Linked DNA regions of Mus musculus: region 1 is linked to region 2. A link is a contact called in public promoter capture Hi-C data. All regions are on one chromosome and are shown on one strand. Each heading gives the region's core, a stretch centred on a gene start, on an enhancer-like site or on the middle of the called end of the contact. The rest is flanking DNA. Distances are from core to core; before and after follow the strand shown.

Region 1 (7,336 bases), core at 4,323-6,822, 65 kb after region 2:
GTTTTGTTTTTTTTTTTTTTTTTTGTTTTTCGAGACAGGGTTTCTCTGTGTAGCCCTGGCTGTCCTGGAACTCACTTTGTAGACCAGGCTGGCCTCGAACTCAGAAATCCGCCTGCCTCTGCCTCCCAAGTGCTGGGATTAAAGGCGTGCGCCACCACGCCCGGCTACCCATGCCCTTGTTAAAGCTGGAGATCATCCATTCCCGCGGCCGTATGACCCACGTTGTATGTCAGAACTCATTCAGCTGTACCACAGAAGGACTTTTACGTTGTCCCCAGTGTGAAACTATTGCTAGTGCCCTCAGTGGGCAAGCAAATGCAGTATTCTGCAGGACGTATGTACTCCTGGGGGTCAAAGTCCTGAGATGTGTCTGTTCACTCTCTGAGCATGCGCACCTGCAGTGAACAAGAAGACTGCCTGTGAACAAACACTATTTCCTCACCGGCCTTTCCTTGTGCCTGTCCTGGTTACATCAGCCGGTCTGAGCAGGGCCTGTTGCTGTCGTGATCTTAATTTGCTTTCCTTTTATGGTTAAACTAAAATATTTGAAGTGTGTTGGCTGTTTCCCATGTTTTCCTTCTCAACTCTTTGCCCGTTTCCTTGGGTTTTCTTCAGCGATGTGTAGACTTAGCTGTCAGATAGCTGCACTATTACTACCTCTTCCTCGTCTTCTGATTCTGATGATGTCATTTCATAAAGGGATTCTTAATTTCACTATAATTCAAATTATGATATTTTCCTTTTTGCCCAGTATGTTTTTTGTGTGTTCTGGTTTAAAACTTTGCCTGTTGAAAAATGTGAAGGTGTTGTTTTCTGAAACCCCTTTTTTTGATTTTTTTTCTTAATTCTGCCATTCATCTAGAACTAATTTTCTTTTTCTTTTAGAGACTTAATTATTTATTTTAGGTATATGAGTACACTGTCACTGTCTTCACACACACCAGGAGAGGGCATCAGATCCTATTACAGATAGTTGTAAGCCACCATGTGGTTGCTGGGAATTGAACTCAGGACCTCTTTAGAGCAGTCAGGGCTCTTAACTGCTGAGCCATCTCTCTAGCCCCTAGAACTAATTTTCATACAGTCTTCTTCAAGATACTGATGTTATGTGTACTCCCTTCCTGGGACTGTTGTAACAGGGACAACCAGACCTATGGCCTGAGCAACAGAAATGGATCCTCTCAGACATGTCCTCTGGAGGCCAGAGCCAGCGCTCAGGCTTGGCAGGGAGAGTCCTCTGCTGGCTGCTGGGGACAGGCAGTTCTTGGTTTCCAGCTGCATTGCTCTGGTCCTTGTCTTTCTTCCTTAGCACGTGATCATCTTCTCTGGGGTCTCCTTGTGTCTCTTCTTGTTTTAGGTAAAATAAATAAATAAATAAATCCCGCTGGCTCCAGCTCTCACTGTTACTCTACGTAACTTCGTCTCTATATCTACAAGGGAGGTGTAGATGTAATTTCCAATTAAGGCCACTTTGTGAAGTCCTTGTAGGTCAGGACTTCAGCATATCTTTTGGGAAGGTACAATTCAACTTAATTCCTTCGGTGAACTCGGAACTATGTGCTGACATTCAGTCATGCCTACATTGACTCGGTGTCTGTCTGTCTTGGACTGTTGTGTTCTATTGGTCTGGCTCTCCTGTACCATGGTTTTTATAGAGAATATCCATATCTGATAAAGCCTTGTTTGCTTTTTCAGACTTTTTCTTGCTTTTTGTCCTTTACATTTCCTGATAATTTCTATTTACTGATTACTTTCGGGGGGGGGCACTAGTTATCTTTTTATTTAAAATTAAAGATTGAATTTGTGAGAGAATTGATGTCTACAAGTCCATGTACCACAGTCCTTCAGTCCGGGGTTGAGCAGCGAGCTCCTGAGCCACAGAGCCATCTCCTGGTGCTGGGAATGGGCTGTCTTTTGATGGAGGTTTGTTAACAGCACAAGGGAGAGAAGGGCATTTTCTTCTTTGTATTCAGTCATTAAGGATTTTCTCCAAGTTTACTAAGCTTAACTGCACTTAAATCAGTCTCCCTGACTCCAGACCAGAGCTGGGCAAATAAAATGAACACCAGAGAAATCCTGTTTTATGGGAGGTGTGTTGGTTTAAAACACTGTGTCCTCAGGGGTGGTAAAAACAGGTTCTGGATAAATTTGACAAGATGTTGGCTCATCAGTGCTGTAACTAAGAACCTTAACCTGGGCTCTGAGATTCAAGGCTAAGACTTGGGTACTGGCTCAAGGAGGAAGCAGAGCCCTAATTGTCAGTGCCCTTAGCACGCTGGGCCTGGCAGATGGGATCTAAAGAAACCTGGCCTGCTGCACTTCTGCCTCATAATGACAAGTTAGTATAAGCCTTAGAAGTGTACGTGTGAGCATGGGTGTGCATTTATGAGTGCCTATACATACAAGTATGTGTGTACATGTTAAGCTGAATGTGTGTGTGTTGTGTGCGCATGTATGTGAGTGTGCATGTTTGTGTGTATTTATGAGTGTGTATGAGTAAATTTGACCATGCGACTCTATATAAAGGTGTGTGTGTGTGTGTGTTAGTGTGTGTGTGTGTGTGTGTACACTGGGTATGTGAGAAACACTCTGGGTTCTGGTACTAAAAACTAATTTTTAAATGCTAAGACACTCTTTAGCAATCTTGTCCATTCTCAAGCTTGATGCAGTCAAGGCCTACATCTCAGGTTTGTGTGATTCACTGTTAACCTGCCTTCTGGGCTAGAAGTAAAATTACACAGAAGTGCATTTCCCCAGCCTTGCCTGGAGCCCTCGGGTTAGACTGGGAGCCGGGGTGGGAGGTGGGCATCACAGCAATGCAGTGTTTCTAATCCAGACTAGATTGCAGGTCCTAGAAACAGCCTTACATAAATGGGCAACTCAGAAACAATTCATGTTTGCTATAAAAAACAGTATTTGCTTTGTTTTCTCACTCTATCTGCTGCCTGAGGTGATTTCACAACTGGGCAGAAAGATAGGATTATGGCACTAATCCTAATGAGTTCATCTTAATGAGTTAGAGGCTCAGAGTCAACCCCACACTAGACAGTCAACTCACTGTTCTAGTGACAATCCCAAATGAGTGGGGTACCCTTGATTTATAGGTTTCATTGTAGTAATAATAAAGATATGAACTTATGTTGGTAATGGTATTGCTGGGACGTTGCTTTGGTGGTGGCAATTGCACCCCCTAGGCTCAGCTACCCATTTGCCTACAGTCCATGCCTCAGTGCCCATGAGCCCCCAATCTAATTTCAGAGCCACAATCTCAGGAATCTACACTTAGCCTCTTAGGAGCCAAGAATGAACTCTTGGCTGGTTCTGGGATGCCTTGCACACAGTGAACCTCTGCCCTGCCCGTGCTTTCCTTGCACACAAGTGAGCCTCTGCAGTGTCTTCCTAGTGCTCAAAATAAAAGGAGCAGCCAGCTTTTGAAGTTTGACTTTGACATTCCCTTAGTCTGTGTTTGGTCAGTACTTCCTTCCTGCTGGCCTAGTACCTCCTATGCTGTTCTCCACTCTGTCTTCCTCATCTTCATCTTCCTCTTCCCCTTCCTCCCCTTCCTCCCCTTCCTCCCCCTCCTCCCTTTGCTGTTTGCTTCTACTCCAGCAAATCATAAAACCACAGCCTTGCTTGAGGCCATATAGCTTTCTGGAGGGAAAGCAGAATTGGCAGGCGGGGCTAGCCCATAGGTCAGTGAGGCCTTCCCAGAGTACCCTGTTAGTCAGCCCCCGACTCCACCCAAAAGGAGGAGGGAAGTCTGCAGTCACTCAGAGTGGGTATGGTTCACTAGCAAACCGTCCTGGCTCTGGCGGTGGGTGAAGCTTTGTTTGTATGGTGCTTGTTCAGTGTGTCAGTGGACCACTCAGAGCTCTCATCTTTGGACCATTTGGCTATAGGTCTTCAGAGAATATTGTGCTGAGGAGGTGGAGTTGGGGCTGAGTTTTAAATCTCTTGTTACTGTGCTCAAAAGATGCCAGCTCTACACATGACAGCAGTAGCCACAGGGGAGTGGAGAAGGCAGGGAAGGGCTCACCACCTCTCTCAGACCTTATTCTTTGCTTGTGTTCAACCTTATAAATAATAGGTACTTGGGTTGGTTTTTTGTTTTGTTTTGTTTTGTTTTTTATTCACTGATTTTGTTTTATCTTGAGACAGGGTCTAGCAATGTGTAGCCCAAGCTGGCATCATCTTGTAATCCTCCTGCCTTAGCCTCCCAGGTTTTGAGATTACAGGTGTGTGTCATCATACCTGGTAGTCATGGACTTTCTAATAGTGTCATTGATTCAACAGTCCGGGATGGACGTGACTCAGTGACCGTGTGGGACAGAGTCTGGTTTCTGGCTGGCAGCTTCGTAACCCCCATTCCTTGTCGGTATTTTTGGAGAGCATTCCACTATATGACAAACTGATCAACCCCTTGCAACGTTCATTGAGACCCAGTCATTTATTCAGCCAGTCAACAAATATTTTTGAGTGCTCACTGCATAGTAGGCTCCCTGGAGAGACTGTTGTGCGTGTGTGCACGAGTGTTGACATAGCAGCCAAAGCGCTGGGTTAGCAGCCTGGCTAAAATGCCCATCTCTGCTGCCCTCTGCTTAGAAGGCCTCTCACAAGCTTCTTAGCCACAGTAAAACATTTCTCACTTTTGAAGTATGGGTCTAGGCTATAAATCCTTCCCAGATGACAGGTTGTAGTTGGGACCTAAGCAGCCTGTGCCCTAAATATTCATATATACAGTAAGGCGGGAGAGAAGCCAGAGACAGGAAGTAGCAGGAGCTCCCGTGAGACACTCTCTTAGTCCCATGCCAGGATCTGCACAAGCACTGGGACACAGCAGTGACCAAGGAGAGGTCCTGCCTTCCAGCTGAAGGTAGCGGATGAGGCGCAAGCCAGAATGGCAGCAGGGCAGCTTGAATTGATGGCACAGGATGCTGCTGGGACTGGGGAAATTGGAAGTAGGGAAGCGGGCAGGGAAGGGAAAGCAGAAAGGGTCTGAGAGGTGGGCAGCTGCGGCAGAAGCTGTGAGGGAGGCAGATAGCAGCGTCTCACTGCCTGACAGAAGACTCGTTCTCAGCAGGCCACCACAACAGACACAGAATCAGGTAAATCCCAGCATAGGCCTCTCCCCAATGGGGCTGACAAGCAAGGAAACACCAGAGTTGTCTGTGGGACACTCCCGACCTCCACAACTATACACAACTCCTACATGGGAATCAAAATGACACTGAAGCCACATGTGGCTCTGTGTAATGGCCAGTCTGCTTGCTTTCCTCAGAAATCTGGGTCTTTACTGAGACCCAGCAACATGTGAAAGGGTATAAATGCCTGCAGAGGATACAGCCCTCAGATCTTTTCCAGACCAGGGAGCCCACCCACCCACCCACCCACCCACCCACCCACCCACCCACCTACCGGATCCCACAAGTAATTGGAGCAGATCCAGAAGCCCCAAGCTCTTCCTTATTTACCCTTCAGTAATTACATACCTTCCCTATTGGAGGCTGGGGCTGAGCAGTTAGTCTCCTATTGTCTTTACAGGAAATGACATCCATGTGACTTCTCAGGAAGGCAACCAGTGGCCACTCTGGTTAAGATAATTTGGGAAGTGCTCAGCATATCCGCTAGCAGATTGAGTCCAGCTGAGTTGGAAGCTTCTGGAAATGCAGACACGAGACGGTCACCGTAACCAGGGCACTGCTGGGTCAGTTCCCTGAACAGAATGAAGCTCTGCAGAGTTGGACTCCTCAGAAAGGGGCGTGACCAGGGCCTTGCCACTCTCTCTCATTTATAACCTTACTCAGGATTGAGAGCTCCTCCACTCACGGAGACCTAAGCAGTGAGGAGTGCATGGGAACTCAGAGGTGCTGGGCTCATCTACACTGAGCTTGCTTCCCTGTGCTCTCCCTAGCTCCAGGACCAGCAGCATGCATCCCCAGGCTACAGCAGCAGAGCTGTGAACGTCCCAGGCATATCACTCACACACACACACACACACACACACACACACACACACACACACAAACACACACACACACACACACACACACACACACACCGGACAAAAGAGATCCTCCCAGAAGAGCAGGAAGCTCCCAGTAAGTAAACTCTTCTGTCTCGTTGGCTTATGTTGACCTGTAAGTTTATTGTTGACTCGGTCACTGGCAAGAGTCTGGGGGTCTCCACCCTGAGTATACACAGAGTATTCACAGCAGTCACCTGGGAAAGCTTGGTTTGACAACTCCTGTGAAAGGTCCTGTCAGTGGGCTAGTGTCCTGCAAAGCCCTAAACCATCCTGATGGCTCCCCTTCAGGGACTGTTGCCCTGCTCTTAAGGCACGGTGGCTGGGGAAGTGTATGCGAGGGCTCCCTTAGGAAGAAGAAATTGAGCATAACCCTGCATTGATGAGAACCATCCCTGTTCATAGTGTGTTCAGATGTCATGCACAGCCTTGGTGTTCCCTAGAAACAGAGAGTACAAAGGGGGCTATGCACTGTTGTGTGGGAGTGCCCACAAAATCAGCATTACTCCTTCACGACTGCACAAAGATGCAGAAGACAAACCACTCTTTGTTATGCGTTAGTTGTTTCTACTGGTAACTAAAAGCATATATCCAAATCCTAATGAGATGGCGATAAATGTGCTGTAGTATAAAAGAGTTATGTGCTAGGTCCAGCGCTCGTTCCTACAGTAGATAAATAGCTCAGCCTTGGGAGTTACTGGAGAGGAAGAACACACTGCCACATGGCCTGAGAGTCACTTGACATGATGTTAGATGTGGAAAATGCTGCCAGTGGTAAATTTCTGCCCAAACAGTTGGTCACTGTGCCCTGGTTACTGATGCTCATTGGAGGAAATCATTAGGCTTTCTTCACTTTGAAAAGGGATAGCTATCCTGTTTTTTGTTTGCTTTTGGCAAAAGATACCCGGTCACCCCTTGACAAAGCTGCTTGGATAAAAAGGATATGGACAAACCCTGTCTACCATGACCCTGATTCATCATAGATGCCGCAGAGCTTGGAATAAAAGATGTAGCCAGATACTAAGTTGACCTACCTGAAGTTGTCACCTCTGGTTTCATATGCAGAGACATCACTCCTGGGGCTAGTTCTTCAGTCGACCTGCCGCAGCACCACAGGGTCAGGTCTGCTTGATTGACAGGAAGTTGGATCTTGGTCTAGTTTCCAAGTGCTGCTAACTGGCCTGGCCAACATGGTTCACCATTCTATACTATGCACGACCCTGGGAGATGGAGAGATTCCTGGCTGCTCTGGACCAGCTAAGGGAGGTTGCTGGACTTGATGCTCTAGAGACGCAGGGGCCATACTTATCACGT
Region 2 (7,387 bases), core at 2,857-5,356:
CAGAGATTTGGAGAAGCCTAGACTTAAGGAGACCCAAATGCTCCTTCCTCAGGGATTCTTCTAAGGGGCCATTCAAGATCTTTGGAGCAACCACTGCAAGCAGAAGACATGTGTACCCTGTTACCTGTGTGGAACTTTGGAAGGAAACCACCGTGAAGTAGTGGTTATATTTAGGCAGAACCAGGTCTGAAACTCTTGTCCCCTCTTGGTACCCCAAAGCTTTCACATGGCGTAGGGGGAAATTCTGAGAGTCATACTTACTCTCTGAGTGGGTGTAGAGATGCTGGGAATCCTGGGATCAGAGTGGAGCATGCAGAGAAGGAAGTATTTCAGACACCCCCCCAGAGACTGGCTTGAGAACATGGCTAGATACCACTAAATCCTAAAGAGTTGACCAGTATGACAGCCTTCCCAAGCCCGTACCCAAGGAAGGAGGAAGAGCTATCCCATAGGGGCCAGCAAGGACTTAGAGATCAGGCTTGACCAGACCCTCTTATCACTGCAGTGGTGGTCTGTAATCTCCCTGGGGGAAGGAGGGAGGACAAGAGGCTTTGAGAGGCACTTAGAGGTGAGTTTAATTTGACTAATTGCCTGAAGCAACCAAAGTACTAACTCCTAAGAGACTGTAGCAAGGTGGTATTTTTCTGTCATAAGCAGAAATGCAATGTTAATAATTAGGTCGGACCCAACCATTAAGAAATAAAGTAGCATACTTCAAAATACATGGTTGAGTGTGCTGAGCAGTCAGGCTGTGTCTTCCTTCACTTTGTGGGAGGGCTAGGAATACGCTCCTTTGAGGAAGTCACCGCTTAGTATACCTGTGTCAGGCTTGCTTTGAGCACGAAGTGACCTTCAGGCTAGAGCTGTCTACATGGAACCACAGATTATAGCAAGGGTTTGCATACTGTGAGTTCTTTGTAGTCCTGCAGAAGGAGGGACCTCAGATCAGGGAAACATATCTTAGAAGTTCAAGCCTTTCTTGGGCCCTGATGGTGGAGACTAAATTTTACTTTGTGTATAAAAGTTCTGCCTAGTTCTCTCTGCTTCAGTATTTTAAACGTAATGGGGAAATGCTAGAAATTCTATCCCTAAACACAAGGGGAGATGCCCTTCATTTTTATTCAGTCCCCATGTACTAAATAAAGCATCCGTTATGCAGGGATTCATTTCCAAGTATAATTCATAAGTACTTTCCAGAACACTCAAGAGAGAGGGAGACAAACTCTTTAATTACGTGTCCTTTCTCACTGACATGCATACAAGCATGCTGCTACACTTAGGAAGATGTGTTTGAAAACCTGCTATGTCCTGAAATAACTAGTAATTTTTGAAAGGAAACTTTTAGGCCTGTTTTTAAAAACATGTGTTGGTTGGAGGTGTGGTGGGAGCTGCCTGGTGGGACAATGCTTACGGATGTCCACGCTACAAAAATCACTGTGACACTTTGGGCCCATCTCAATCCGAAATGTTTTCCCTTATCCGTGAGAGCCAGGAGAGTTAGAGATGAAGTGCCATGAGTTAATTGAAGAGTCACTAAATATAATTATAGAAATATGTGTATGTATATATGTACATATGTGTGTGTATACATATATATGTATATGCATGCTGATGTGTTAGTTGGCAAGTTAAAAAATTTGGATTTGTGAAATAGTTCTATTTAAAGACTAAAATAACACATCTAAAATCTAAAAGCACATGTATGTACACATTAGAGAAACCGTCACTTATCCTGAATATTTGTGCATTAGCAAGAATGTCGTGATATTTGCTGCTCACTAAGTCACTGTTTTTTGTTTTTGTTTTTTAATGAAGAGTGAGTTTTTAATTTTCTCACGAGGTTACTTCAATCCCTTCAGAATTATGTTTCTGGTTACTTCCTGAAATGGATGCCTGTGAGTAGCAGTTATGCACACACCATAGTAACTCTGCTTGAAAAAGAGGCTCTTTCTGCAGGTGCAGATTCCCTGGTGAATGCAGAACAAATTCTACTAAATGGAGGCCCTTCCCGGGCATTCTCCCCTCCCCCATAACGAAATGTGTAAACACTTTTGCCAAGTAGTATCATGAATCTTTCCTCCATATTTTAGAATTACTACCTCCAATAAATACCTGCAGTCCACAACTTAGTGAAGTAAGTCATTTTGCAGCGCTTCTGTGTGCTTTGACTTAGATGAAGAAGGACCAAAGTTTTCTCTGCTTACTTCATCTTAGTGTAGAGCTTAAACTGGTGTCCACTTATAACTGGGAGCCCCATCAAAAGCCTGCCACAAGGCAAGGCAGTCCCAAGTATCACGACGCAGTTTCCACACAGAATCTTGGCGGCTTGTGTGCTCAATGTCCTCCCTTGATTTCGCTGGCATGAACTTCGACTTCAGAGATTTCCAAACGGTTTTAAGCAAAATACCCCTCAGCCTGAGAGGTCTTGTTGATCAGTGTTCCATTGAGTCAGGTGGAGTTAGCGTGGTTTCTCATACTGGGGCCACCCAGCTGACAGGAGGCAAAAGATAATGTGTGTGCTGCTGTGAAGAAGGGCCTTTTGCATTCAGCAAAAATGTTGTCAATCGGTTTTTCTGAACAGGAGTATAAAATGTGACCTGTTAGTTTCTGCTCCCTCATGTCTTTTGTATTTAGTAGGATTTAGCCACTTGCTTGAATGCAGTTATGAATTTGGTATTTCATAACCAAAATTTAAGTAACTTTCTGCTTCATAATAGTCAGAGAAGTAAGACCATAGGTTTTAACATCCCAAGAAAAAGAAGTCATTTTATCTCTTGAGTAGAGCTTTTTACCATTACAGCAGCAGTAACAATCACAGACAGTTCACCTGTGACAGATGAAACTTCCAGAAGGTTTATTCTGATCTCCTGAGATGCATGGGAACTCCAGTTGACCTTCTTTAAAACTCATGATAAACGAGCCTAAACCTAGACTCCCTTAACTTTCCCTGTTGACGAAGGGTTTCTTCTAACAAAGGTAATACATGAAAACGCTTTCCGTGCACACCGTATACATGCAGACACATAGAGCCTTAGTCTCCAAGTAAGCAAAACCAATTTAGACCAGATCATTTGCTTTAAGGGGACAGTGTTTCCACAGTGCTATGATAATGAATCTTCTGCAGGCACGTGGGTGAGGCCATCGTTGCTAGCTGTCTCACTGCAGAAGCTGTCAGCATCTGAAGTGGAGTGTGGTACTTCCTCAGCAGATTTGTGATGTGTGATATTCCCGTAGTGGATAGTAAATAGCAACAGACATTTGTACCCATTGACATTTATCTTCAACTTCCGTGAAACACAAGATTTGGGGTTGGGTCTGTAGCTCAGGAGTAGAGTTTGCCTGGTGTGAAAAAGAAAACCAGCGATGCCACACTTAGTTTTAAAAGCTAAACTTGCATTTTCTTTCTCTTTGGCCTCGCTGTGGCTAGAAAAGATAGTGGACAATTTAAACATGACCGTTCTATAAATGACAGAAGTGCTATAATGAGAGCGGTTCTTAAAAGCTCTGCCCTGGTCTGTTTGCTCCAGATACTTAATGCACACCTGCTTTATGTTCTGTGTCTCCTTTGAATTCTTCCGGCTGGCATTCTGTGCATCTCAGGCTCAGTATGGCCGAGGCACCGTGACTTCCTCTGTGACAGAGGAATGCATGTGTCACTGCGAGTCAGGATTGGATGGAGCTAGCCGACCTGGATTTCTCTTGTCCCAGGCACTCTGGTAAGCCCAGGAAGGCTCCTTGTGACATGACTGGGAAGGGCAGGAAAGAGACTGTCACAGTTGAACTAAACCTCCCGTCACTGTGTTGGCCTGACTGGTAGGCAGTTCTGTGTTAGAAAAGTGCCAGACCATCAGAGTACAAAGCCCAGGCCTGGTGGGTCGGTGGCACCGTAACAGGTGGCTGTTGAAGTGAAGCAGCCCGTGTAGATCTTACTCTGAGCCAGAGGAGTGAGTCCCACGTCAGAGTCACCCTGGTCAGGGGTCGTGTTTCCACGCCCGCCCGCCTTGGCCCTCTTTTGTTCCTGCTTTTGCCCTTCCAGCCTCACTTCCACAGCAGTGGGCTCTAAAGGAAGCCTGTCACGGCGGTCACGTCATTTCCCTCTTCTATGACAGGATATAGACCTGCTCTCCATGGCCTCTCTGACACATACCCGCTGCTTGCTTTGTCGGGGTAACTAACATGATGCTTGCCAAGTTTGTGCATGTGTGTTTGCGTATATATGTTTATACATATTTCGAGGTATAGAACTTAGGAGACACACAGCAGCTTTAAAAATGCAGTCTCATGCTTTTAAATAGAGCAGTTTTATACAGAATCTGAGATTGCTAGCTTTTCTTGACAAAAAAAAAAGCAAAATATAGCAAAACTAAAATGAAAAAAATTTTCTTAATTGAGACAGGGTCTTACTATGTATTCCAGGCTGGCCCATAACTCAGAGTCCTTCGTCTCAGCTCCTGAAGTGCAGGGATTACAGGTGTGCGCCACCATGCTTAGTTCCTACACATCGTTTTAATGTAGTGAACTTGACTTGAAATCAGAAGGAAGAACGGAAGGCGATTATTTCTTACCCATGGTGGTAAGGAAATTCAGGTCTACGTTTCTAGTGTTATTTCTATCTTCAAAGACAGTTAAGAGAACAGATGTACCCTGGACCATCCATTATATCTTCTAGCCCTTCTCCTTCTCTCTTGGAAGGAAGTGTGAGCTAAAGGGAGCTGATTGCTTGCAGGATGTTAGATGAGAGGCTTTGTTTTAAGTACTCACGGCCTATATAACTTAGCATGGCACTTCTGTGGTTGACAGGGATGTGACAAGCGACCAGGAACATAGGACACTGGGGTAGAGGATACTTTGAAGTCACAGTTTTGAGACTGTGCTCTTGAGCAACTGTTTTCTGTTGCTTCTCTTTTGTAAGCGTGCCACTGTTCAGTTTTATCACAAGCGCCTTTCCAAGGACAGTAAATGGTTTTACACGCTATGACATTGTTTCCATAGTAACTAATGTATTTTAGCAAAGAGAGACTGTGATAGAAGTAGGCTAAAAGGGACAGATACAGAACTGGCACAGTGTAAAATGTGGGGCAGTGTGTGTTGTTGTAAAGACATGTCTTTTTTGTTTGTGTGTGTGTGTGTGTGTGTGTGTGTGTTTGTGTATGTGCATGTCTGTGTCTGTGTTTTCTGACCTGTTCAGGAAAACCTCTGTAGCTAGATCTTGACTTCTTAATATACTAATACAATTTTTGCTGCATCCAGCACACTTTGGTATTTTGCTGACACCATGCCTTTGGTCAGTCCTTGGTTTCGTGTCTCTTTCCTTTAGTGCCGCCCGTGTTGTATGCTCCCTTCGGCCTGCTTTTCAGGCCACTCTCCCACGCGTCAGCTCCTGGTTTTTGCAGTTTTATGCTGGTTGTCTACACTGCCTGCCTCCACGTTGCATTTGTCACCAGGACTTTCCAGTCAGGCTTGTACGCCACACTCTGCTAAATCTGCAGTTGGCTGCACTCATCCTCCGGGGGTTTTAAATCCAGGAGCCAGTGTGCATGTCTACTTTCAAATGTGTGTGCTAATCCCGCAGTTTAAGCAGATATGAAAGACTGTGCCACTCTGCTCCGTGCTTGTGAGTGTACGTGGATTGCTTTTGGTCTATGACAAATACAAGCCTCGCTTACGTTCCTAATAAGTCTCTGTGGATATGCAAGAGTCACTCAGGTTCCTTTCTGACAGAAAGAGAAGGTGAGGCGTAGTCCTCATGGAGTAGACAACACATTTTAAAACATAGAATCATACTTTCAAACAGGCAGTTTTACATAAAAACTGAGATTTAAAAAAATAAAAAATGTCTAAGGACAGCAATTCCCCACTCCCCTACTCCCAGGGCAGGGCAGTGTGCGACTGACACCTTGGGAAGGAGTCACAGTCTTTGGCTCTCCCTCATCTGTCTGCTTTGCACATGCTGTTTACCTGCCTGACCCTGTGGGTTTAGTATGTGACCCTGGCTGCACCCACAGGCCCAGTCACAGAGCATATAAATAGAAGGGCTAGGGGTAGATAACACTTGGTTTCCTGGCCAACAGCTCTCTCCCTGGCTGTGGACTGGACTTTTCTATTAGAGTGTACTTGATTTGTCGGTGGTGAGGGGCATCATTAGGTAGGTAGGGTAGACTGCCTAGTAGAGATGGACCCTGCGGTTGATCTGAGTGCATTGTTCTTATTTGGTAGACTTCTCCTACTGGTTCCCTCCAGAGAACATGTGTGCTCCCCACTGTGGTGTGCAGGATGAAGGTGTTAGTGATCAATGCTATATTTTAATGTGCGGATACTGGATCCACATTTGTGTATATGGGGGTGTGTCTGGCCTCAGGTGTCATTTCAGAAATGCTATCTACCCCCTTTTATTAGCTTGGAACTCCCAAAGAGACTAGGTGGCCTGGACAGTGAGCACCAGGTATCTTTTTCCCTCTGCCTGCCCAGTTATGGGACTGCAAGCATGTGTCACCACACCCCAGCTCTGTGTGTGTGTGTGTGTGTGTGTGTGTGTGTGTGTGTGTGTTAGTTCTGGGGGTCAAACTCGGCTCCTTGTGATTCGTAAGGGAAGTGTTTTAGCAACTAAGCCATCTCCCAGCCCTTGACTTTTGTATTTTACAAAATTTTCAGTGAGTACATCGCACCTTGTTAAGGAGGCGTAAGGACTATTTACTTCTATAAACAAAGAGTAAATGAGCACACATAGCATTGGCTGAAGCCTCCGTCCTACTCGAAGCATGAGAGACTGCTGGCCATCTTTGCCTGTGCTACCGGCTAGGCTTTCCTCTTGATGTCAGTGTACCACACCATTATGCTCCAGCTTTGTCTTTGCCTGGAGTCGCCATTTACACATACATGTCATCACTGCGCCCACACTGGAGTAGGGAAGCCGAGACAAGAGGTGGCAGTTAGACTCAAGTTTAACCTTGTTGGGTTTCTGGGTCAGCACAACTAGAGAAAGTGCTAGACTGGAACCAGGAGGAATGGTTAGAGGAAAATCCATTTTTCTTAGGGAAATGGGGAGCTGAGAAGCCTTGCAATAAACAGCCTTGTCTGAGCCGAGACTTGGGCACACGGGCCATCATGGTGGCCATGAACATGGAAGATTCCAGACATTGTGTGTCTGTCTGCAGCTGCACAGGCCTTGGGTAGACCACTGTGAAAGTGGTCCTGTTTTTGCTTCTCCCCCACGGCCTGGCAGCGAGCCAGGAGCACCCTGCGCTGGAGAGCATTGAGGAGCTTCTGTGTGTGTTCTGTCTGCGCCTAAGCTTTCTGTGGGATTACAGCAGAGTCTGTCCCTGCCTGGTCTTTTTTGTGCTTTGGATTCTAAGTTAAGAATAACCGAAGGAACACTTGTCCCTGTTGA

What was found. Capture Hi-C pulls out chosen DNA fragments and counts their contacts.
Region 1: a promoter capture Hi-C map of adipose tissue shows a contact between it and region 2, with 2.3 times the contacts expected there. The contact joins two enhancer-like sites. A contact is called at or near these places in 2 of 15 datasets of contacts at CTCF or cohesin (CD8 T cells and pro-B cells), 18 of 484 Hi-C or Micro-C datasets (B cells, the C2C12 cell line, CD8 T cells and 10 more), 10 of 115 datasets of contacts at active chromatin or transcription factors (CD8 T cells, Th2 cells, cardiomyocytes and 7 more) and 2 of 9 other capture datasets (adipose tissue and liver).

The regions. Positions count from the first base shown.
Region 1 is chr10:39,445,674-39,453,009 of GRCm38.p6, forward strand. The region is part of intron 2 of Fyn (Fyn proto-oncogene); the gene reads left to right. Among named protein-coding and RNA genes, the nearest start is that of Fyn, 80 kb to the left of the region's middle. Within about 2 kb of position 5,573, at least 54 of the 459 cell types and tissues checked have an H3K27ac peak or open chromatin away from gene starts, as enhancers often do. A contact at or near this core is called in adipose tissue, where this site is marked.
Region 2 is chr10:39,382,340-39,389,726 of GRCm38.p6, forward strand. All of the region lies in intron 1 of Fyn (Fyn proto-oncogene), which reads left to right. Among named protein-coding and RNA genes, the nearest start is that of Fyn, 16 kb to the left of the region's middle. Within about 2 kb of position 4,107, at least 46 of the 459 cell types and tissues checked have an H3K27ac peak or open chromatin away from gene starts, as enhancers often do. A contact at or near this core is called in adipose tissue, where this site is marked.